Linked DNA regions of Muntiacus reevesi: region 1 is linked to region 2. Evidence: chromatin contacts called from public Hi-C data. All regions are on one chromosome and are shown on one strand. The core of a region is the stretch at or near the end of the contact, and the rest is flanking DNA. Distances in the headings are between cores, read along the strand shown.

Region 1 (4,729 bases), core at 2,016-4,515, 310 kb before region 2:
TTGTATAGGGAAGTCAAGCAGTCCAGTATTAGTGAAGGATATATTGCAATTGGACAGGTAGGTAGAGGTAAGTCAAATGAAAGAACTTGGGTTTTTCACTTGTAGGTGATGACTCTGAAGGATTTTAATTAAGCAAATAATGAACAAGTTTTAATTTCAGGTGGCTCCAACGGCAGTTTCAAAAACAGGGTAGGAGGAAGATACTAAAGCAGATAGTCCAAAATAACCACTCCCCAGGTGATCCAGTTCAGTTCAGTCGCTCAGTTATGTCCGACTCTTTGCGACCCCATGAATTGCAGCATGCCAGGCCTCCCTGTCCATCACCAACTCCTGGACTCGATGGACTCAAACTCATGTCCATCGAGTTGGTAATGCCATCCAGCCATCTCATTCTCTGTCGTCCTTTCTCTTCCTGCCCCCAATCCCTCCCAGCATCAGGGTCTTTTCCAATGAGTCAACTCTTGAGGTGGCCAAAGTATTGGAGTTTGAGCTTCAGCATCAGTCCTTCCAATGAACACTCAGGACTGATCTCCTTTAGGATGGACTGGTTGGATCTAGGGGTTAAGAAATTGCTTTCTAATGTAGGGAACATAGGTTCAATCCCGTAGGGGAATTAAATTCCGGTTGCCATGGGGCAGCTAAGCTCGTGGCCTCGTGGGCCACGACTACTGTGCCTGCCTCCTCTGCAGCAAGAGAGGTCCGCAGGCTACAATGAAGACCCAACACAGCCAGGAGAAAAAAAAGAAGTGAGCTACTGTTATGTGAAGAATGTTGGAGCAAAAGTACTGATTTTCAGTAAAGGAAAGAAGGAATTTTGCAAATGCAGTTCAGTGAATTTAACACTGGTCTCTTAGTTAAAAATAACTAAACCAACTAAAATTGCTTTAGTGTTCAGTTCTGGCTCTGCTTGTTTCCAGTTGCACAAACGATGTCAAACGTGTATCTCTTCTCAGCTCTCCTTTCCTCTGTGCCTGCTTCATTTCCACTGTGGCACTGCCCACATGGTTACAAAGATAGTCCCCAAGAGTACACCTTCTACCAGTTTAGCAACCCAGGTGCAAATGATCCTTTATTTTCCTTAGTTCCCTAAAGTCTCTAGACCAATTCTGATTAGTCTGGCTCAGATCATGTGACCAACTCTAAGCCAATCCCTAAATCTGATCAACCAGCCTAGGTCATGGGATATGGTCTGCCTCATTGAGACCTCCCCATTAAGTAGCAAAGAGGTGATTCTCCACTATACTCTGGAAGAAATGTCTTTGGCAGTTTAGTTACATCTCTGAAGAAAAATTGAAAGTTTGTAAATTATCCCTAATCCCACCAACTCTAATTGTTAAAGAATCAAGCAAAGAAAAAAAAATGAGGCTATTAACAGTAATGCAAAGGAGAAATTGGGGCTTCCCAGTGGTAAAGAATCTACCTGCCCAATGCCAGAGCTGCGGGAGACATGGGTTCAATCTCCGAGTCAGGGAGATCCCCTGGAGGAAGTAATGGCAACCCACTCCAGTATTCTTGCCTGGGAAATCCCATGGACAGAGGAGCTCGGGGGGTTACAGTCCATGGGGTTGCAAAGAGTTGGATACAATTGAGCATTAGCACTGATGAAAGGAAAAATTATGAGGGTCAAAAAGACAAAATTCAACAGTAAATTTAAAAAATCTAATTGGCTTTATTGACTGTTAATTCAGGCAGCATCTCATCTAGCCAGTAAAGGGGAGTTCCAGAGGGCTACAGAAATGAAAAGACTTAAAAGGCAAGTAAAAAGGTTATTTCAGGCTTAGGCAACCTACCTACAGGAGGCAAAAGGTTTCTCTGTGACAGATTATTTTAGTGGTGCTGAACAGAATATTTATGACTGATCAGAAGACAAGGCTTGAACTGACTTTAAAAGATGAGTTGGTTACCACATAAGCCATATTGTTGCATCAGTTTGCATAGGGAGGTACAAGCAGTCCAGTAATAATGAAGGCTATTTTTCAGTTGAGAAAGCTAAGTGCCGAAGAATTGATGCTTTCAAATTTTGGTGCTGTAGAAGACTTGAGAGTCCCTTGGACAGCAAGGAAATCAAACTAGTCAATCCTAAAGGAAATAAACCCTGAATATTCATTGGAAGGACTGGTGCTGAAGCTGAAGCTCTGATACTTTGGCCACTTGATGTGAAGAGCCGAGTCATTGGAAAAGACCCTGATGCTGGGGTGACACAGGATGAGATGGTTGGATGGCATCACTGACACAATGGACATGAGTTTGAGCAAACTCTGGGAGATAGTGAAGGACAAGGAGGCCTGGCATGCTGCAGTCCATGGGGTTGCAAAGGATTGAACATGACTTGGTGATCAGACAACAAGTAAAGAGAACACAGTATCTCCCCAAGAGTAAAAGCAGAGAAATTTTAAGCTAAGGTTATATGCACATTCATGAAAGGGCTTGGCCGAGGAGAATTCAGTCTAGAATGGGGGCAAAAGTTGTCAAGAGTCAAAGTTTTAGTTGATTCAAGTCAGGAGGATCAGGGAAGGTCAATATCATTCCTTAGCTTCCAGTTGATCTGCTGGTTGAGCTTTCCAGCGGATGGGAGTGGTGTTTGAATTTTGCAAAACATCTTAAAGAGTTTGCCAGGCTATCCAAGGTCTGTGGCTCCAGTGGCTCTTCTGCTGAGCCATTTCCTGCAGGCACCTTAAATTCAGGGACATCCAAAACTGAGTTAGTCGACCCTCTTCACCCCAAACCTAGTCCTCCTCTATCCATTTCATTGTCCAAGCCAGAAACCTGAGAGTCATCCCTGACGCCTTCATCCCCTCTCCCGCCAATACTGTCTTCCAGTCCATTCACCTCCCAGGTGTCTGAGTCCACTCCTCCCATTCCTGCTGCTGTTCAGGCCTTTAGTCTCTGGACCACTGCGACTGTCCCCGCTCTTGCAGGGGCCAATGATCTTTCTAAACCCAAATCTGAAAACGACTCCCCTGCTTAAAATCCTACCCCGGCTCCCTCATGGAGCGAGAAGTCGAAGCTCCTCCGTGTAGCAGCAGGTTTTCTGGTGGAGAGTAGGAATGGGGGCGTTCCACCTGGGGCACCAGGGTCCTTGGAACGACGGGGAGTCCGAGCACCGGCTTCTAGGCCGAGGCGGAAGGACCCACTGGGGGCGAGGGCTAGAAGGCAGAGGAAGCCAGGAGAGTCAGGGCAGACGGCGGGGCCCTGGGCGTCCCGGGCGTGCGGGGCGGCTCGCGGCCTCCGGACGGCAGGGGGCGGCCTCGCCCGTGGCGGCGGCGGCTCTGGTCCCGGACTCCGCGTCTTTTGGGCGACACGGCGACCTCGGACGGCGGGCCGCGTCGGCCGGGCATGGCGGCGTGGAGCCCGGCCGCGGCAGGGCCTCTGCTTCGCGGAACCCGCCGGGTGAGCGTGGACGGGGACCGAGCCACTCGCCCCGGGGCAAGAACTGCGCTGGGACCGCGGGGCGGGCCGGGGTTGGAGAGACGGCCCGCGGAGGGCGACGCGCCGGGCCAGGGGCTTCGCCTCCTTTCTCTCATTCATTGATTTGCTGGTTCATTCATTCAGTGGCCACGGCTACGGGTACTGAGAGAAGTGTCAGGCCCGGCGCGTGCTGGGGGAGCTCCCCAACGGGGTGGGGGTTGAGGCCGAGGGGAACGGATACCTAAACAGTCGTAATCCAGCAGGCACGGAAAAAGCAATGTCGGTTTACTGAGCCGAAGACGTGGGAGTCAGAGCCTGGAGTCGCGGAGTGCGTGCCGGTTCCTATGACTGAGTCAGGACTCCGGAACGTCCTCCTGGCTTCTGTGACCTTGACCCTTTCCAAATCTCACACTCCTGGAGTTGGGAGCCAGTAGAGGGCACTCACCATACGTTCTCCTAATTTTTTCTCCCCCTTGCTGATTCATTCTTCCTTCACTCCATCCATTTCTTTTGCTTTCCTCTTACATTCTTCCTTCTCTTGGACCTGCCTCCCCCAAGCAAGAAAGGCACTGCTGCTGGTGACTTTCATTATGGACAATCGACATTCCAGGGGTTTTGTCAGTAGATTGCTGGTTTAAAGGCCGCTGCCTGCAGATCAGCAGAGATGAGGGAAAGACTTTTCCCAAAGAGCCATAGTGCTAACCCCACTCTCACCTTTTAGTGACTGCTGCGCTGCCTGCCACCTGGCTACCCTCTGCCTTTGCCCCCAGCCCCGCCCCCAGGGCACCGTTTTCAGAGAAGGTCTGCGGTCCATCCAGTCTTACCCAGGTCCACAACATAAGATTCTGTCCCTCTGAACAGCACTCAGTCTCCCTCCAGATCTTTCTCCTGACCTGCATTTCAGCTGCCTGCTAGAATTAGGACTTCTTTGGGGGTGCCTAGTACATATGCCGGTTTTCTCTGGTGGCTCAGCCGGGAAACAGTCCGCCTGCAATGCGGAGAACCTGGGTCCAATCCCTGGCTTGGGAAGATCCCCTGGAGGAGAGCATGGCAACCCACTCCAGTATTCTTGCCTGGAGAATCCTCGAGGCCAGAGGAGCCTGGCGGGCTACAGTCCCTGGGGTCACAAAGAGTCAGACACGACTGAGCAAATGACAGCACAATACATATGCCCCGAATTGTGTGGATATTTCCCCCTGCTCATTCATTCACTCATCACTCAAGTTCTCCTGAGGGCCTGCCCTGTGTCAGTTCTGGAAAAATGCAATAGCAGGACAGACCCATGTCTTGGCCTCTAAGACCAATTGGTGAAAGAGTCAGT
Region 2 (4,748 bases), core at 1,227-3,726:
GAAATTACTGAGTCATGAAAACAACACTTTCAGTACCCATGTCTTTGAATGTCAAGAACAGCTAATATGTAGGAGCTGCCAGCAAAAATGATTAATGATAATGATGTTGTCAAGTTCTCTCTGGTTTTAGTGATTCTGAGCAGACATAAATGAGCACAAGAGCACCATGAGTGAGGCATCAGTCACCAGAAAAGAAAAAGGAAACCGGAGGTGTCTTACGTGATATACTTGTTATAGAGGATGAAAGCATATTCAATGTTGCCTTCCTCACAGTAAACAGATGCCATTCGGATAATCTCCACTCCAGAGCGGAAGTACCGGCGGGGTGGAATGTCTTCATTTATCTCCACTGTGCTACCCCTTTGGGACAGAGCCCTCACCCGGTCTTCGGGTGGGAGGCTCACATCTCCATGGTCAGACATGAGGACCAAGAAGTCCTGAAACAAATAAACAAAAGATGGCATCAATACCAAGGCCCCTGTCACCTCAGCACAGGTGTTTATCTCAACAAACCTCTACCTTACAAAGAAATTAAGAGAAAAACACCACATGCTGTTGCTCATATTAAAGGTCTCTTTAATAAAGGTCTCTTTCCCACAAGAAGCCTGAGACTCTCAAGAAAGCCCATTTCACAAGGATGAAAGGACTGACAGACTCAGAAACCCATAATGCCTGTGGCATGATTAGGTGGTACAAAGAGTATAACTATAATGAGCCCCAAGGGCTTCAGTTCTCTCTTCATGCTAACCATTCCCTGTCATTAGGTGGCCCAGACCTCGGCACCATGAAGACAGACAGTATCTTGTATTTTTTCCACTATCTCTCCTCCCAGCTACCCACTTCCACCCATCCCAGTATCTGACAGAATACTCAATGACATTTCCTGATGATTGTTAACTGACTTTAAGTTGATCATTTAACCTGAGAGTAACAGACTTTGTCTACAACTTTTCACGCTTTAGCACAAGGTCAGTGAGGGGAAATGGTGTGAGTATGAATATTTATAATCCCGACTCTCCCCATAAAACCACTAGTCCAGTCAATCTACATCATCATCATTTCAGGGTAAGGAATCTAGATCTAGAAAACAGTTTACCCAAATATATCTTCGAAGACTAAGTACTCTTTGAATAACAAAAGGACACAAAGGTAACTTGAAAGGCAAAACCCAAACCAACAACAACAACAAAAACATCCTGGGAGTTTTCCCTCCCTGGGTCTCAGGTTGCAGTCATTCTACAATCTTTCTTGATACTGTTGCTGTTCGAATCAGATTCTTTCTTCCAATCAGATATCACTCTACATCACTTCCAAAAAGATTCTGAGTATTTGATGCATACTCAATTGCAGCACACCCCCCACGCCCGTATTTTTGCCTGGAGAATCCCATGGACAAAGGAGCCTGGTGGGCTGTAGGCTATAGGGTCACAAAGTCAGACATGCCTGAAGCAACACAGCACAACCAGCATGCTGTAGAATACACAAGCTACAGCAGATTTTGGAATTCAAGGCCCTGTGTCAACTGGCCCCATTTGGTCCTTTTAAACCTTACTTTTTGTCCTTTTAAACCTTAATCATTGCCAACAGAGACCTTTTGCTTCAGTCAGGATTCTTATCTGCCCAGAAATCCTCACATTTGTTTCATTTGTCTATCTACTGTTGTTTTCCATTCCAAGCACTCCCTCAAAGATGATTTTCTCCAAGCCAATTCTATCTCCAGGTCACACTTCCTCCACCAAGCTTCTTCTCAAACACCCTAAGGGTACAAAAGTTGTGGGGACTACCAGGGATGCAGAGGCATTCCACCTCTGTGGGAGTCTTTTCAGGGGCTCAAGAAGCCACTAGTAAGTCTAAAACCTCCCCAAGTTGCCTAATTAGTAAACTCAGTGCATCAAAGCTAACTGAAGCAGAAGAAGGTTGTTGCTCTTTGTCACCTCTCGGGAGAGGATCTTTTGGTCGAGAATGAAACCCCTTCCCAAGGCCAGCAAGTGCTGCCCCACACAAGACTGAGCAACACTCCAAAGAGGAGATGTAGCGTCCGAAAACAAGAAGGGAAAGAGGCGGAAAAACCCGAGGCGGGGGAAGATGACTGGGACGCGAAAGGAAGTACCAGGAATGAGCGAAGGGGGCGTTTACAGCGGAGAAGGGTCCACTGACAACTGCTTGAGGCCTTCTCCAAGGCACTCAAGCCCAAGTTGTCAACGCCGGGCAAAATTATTCAAGGTTTTCGCGTCTATCGCGTGCGGTAGGAGGGGACGCGCCGGGCCAAGCTGGGGACCGGAGCCGTCAGGGGCCTCGCGCGTGACAGGCCAGGCAGGGGGCGCAGGGAGGAGAAGGCTGCAGGCCCCACACTCACGGTGGCCGCTCCCCGTCAGACTCCGATTACGCTCGGCACCCGAGCCCCACCACACTGCCGGGACCCTTCCCCACCTGCGCCCCGCGGACGACTCTCGGCGCTTCCGAAAACGTCACGTCCGGCACCCGCCCCGCCCCGCCCCGCCCCCTGCCGCTGGTCTGGGAGTTACAGTCTCCAGAACTTAGGACCCGAGCGGCGACTCGTGGGCGGAGCTAGGGCTGCTACCTGCGGGGGAGAAAACACCAATGAGGAGAGAGCGGGGCCATTTTAGTAAAGGAAAATCAAGCAGCGAAGAAGAGGAAACGGGCACAGGACCCAATGACCAAGCTAGCTTTTCTTTTAGGTTAGTACAGACACAGGGAAAGGCTACACAAGTTGTAATACGACATCCCTTGGGAAAGCTTAAGAAGTATGAAATCAGATAAAATCTGTTGCATAAATCATACATGTATTGAAATTAGCCTGGTAACCTTCATGCTTACCCCATGCCTTTGTGTCCTCCACATTTGTGCAGATGAATTACATGTTTGTGCGTGCGTGCTAAGTCGTTTCAGTCCTGTCCAACTCTGTGCGACCCTATGGACTGGAGCCTGCCAGGCTCCTCTGTCCTTGGGATTCTCCAGGCAAGAATACTGGAGTGGGTTGCCATGCCCTCCTCCAGGGAATCTTCCTGACTTAGGGATCAAACCTGCATCTCTTATGTCTCTTGCATTGGTAGGCAGGTTCTTTAGTACTAGCGCCACCTGGGAAGCACGTGTTATATATTTATGTCAGTCCTAAAAGCTAGGGTATCCTAGTTTTCTGCAGAAAATTCTATGAGCTTTATCAAGATTGATTGCATGTTGAAACCTATTCTACCAGACTAATAATACCCTATTTATATTACAAAGTCACTGGAAAACCAGATGAGCTGTGTCTTTAAAGTTTTTACGCTAAATACACATCCTCGGGTTTTCTCTATGTGGAAATTTGCTTTCCCTAAATTTCCATTCACTTGTTTTTTTTAGAAATTACTCAAATCTCAGCTCTTAATTTCACCTTAATTTTGTTTATTGCCACATTCAGAAAGGTCATGTCGAGTTCTGTTTTAAACCTTTGTAGCCAGAGAGATAGGCCACGTAGGACTCATTGGCTGTTAAGGTCCATCCTGATCAGTGACAAGGTTTTCAGAGGAAGAGTATTTGGAGAACTGAGCAGTCATTCTAGTGGTTTCCACTAGTAGGATCTAAAGGTAAATTTCATTTTGCAAACTTTAGGACACCACTTTAGCCCCTCGAGTTCTTTTTTGATTACTGGCTAAGCCATTAAAATTTTATTGTATTAACTTTTTTTTTCTGGCCATTCAACACAACCTGTGGGATACCAGTTGAACACATGCTCCCTGATTGGAAGCATGGAGTCTTAACCACTGGTCCACCAGTGAAATCCCTAATTTTTTTTTAGCATATATTACAATAAAATTTTATCTGTAAATTTGAAAAGCATTTATTTTGTAACCATTTCCTTTTCAGACTGTAGGACTTTCAAAGCTTCATTAAGAAAAGACCTCTTCAGCATTTCACTAGAAATTTCTAGGTTTTCGTAGATTACCTGACTCTGTTGCTATCATAAAATTTGCAGTTACCATTGCAAAAAGCAGGTGTATATTTGTTTTAGGTTAGCAATATTAGATCTTGGCTGTCGTAGTTTTAGCGTTTAAAACTGTTTCAATATTAAAATGATATTTGAATTTATCCCTTGCTTCAAGGTATAGTATTCAGCTGTATAAACTTTAAAAAATATTAGTAAACTAATTCATGTTCATGTATGGCAGAAACCAACACAATATTGTAAAGCAATTATCCTTCAATTAAAAATAAATTTAAAAAAATATGTCAGTAGACTAAAGCCCAATATGTTTAATATTTGATTATCTAGAAATATTATATCAATATGTATTTGTTCTTTACCACTATATTGTTGTTGTTGTTTAGTTGCTCAGTCATGTCCAATTCTTTGTGACCCCATGGGCTACAGCATGCCAGGCTGCTGTGTCCTTCACTGTCTCCTGGAGTTTGCTCCAACTCGTGTCAACTGAGTTGTTGATGACCACTATATAATATCGATGAACCTGCTTGCTTTGACCACTGCAAAATTGTCAAGAACTTTTCTATTTATCTACACATACTATTTCATAAATGGGTGTGCTTAACAAAGACTAAACTATTTAAAACTGAAATAGAAACCTATTTGCTTTAGGGTCGGATTGTATTACCCAGTAATTGAATGATTTTGTTCTATTGCTGTCTGGAAGAGTACCCACAACTTCTTTAAATTCTAAAAATAGTTGCTATACTAAAAAACATCTTTTGCCTCATTATTTCATTAACTTACATTTTTTAATCTTGTGAAA

What was found. Hi-C and Micro-C count contacts between places; a contact is called where the count stands out from the background.
Region 1: a contact with region 2 is called in a Hi-C map of muscle, with 9 times the contacts expected there. The contact joins the promoter of BOLA3 here to the promoter of STAMBP in region 2. A contact is called at or near these places in 2 of 3 Hi-C or Micro-C datasets (blood and muscle).

Annotation. Positions count from the first base shown.
Region 1 is chr3:91,269,024-91,273,752 of mMunRee1.1, reverse strand. It overlaps BOLA3 (bolA family member 3), which reads left to right and starts at 3,265. Exons shown (of 4, transcript XM_065929580.1): 1 at 3,265-3,390. The coding sequence starts at 3,337.
Region 2 is chr3:90,959,728-90,964,475 of mMunRee1.1, reverse strand. STAMBP (STAM binding protein) reads right to left here and starts at 2,476. Exons shown (of 10, transcript XM_065929570.1): 1 at 2,431-2,476; 2 at 220-437. The coding sequence starts at 422.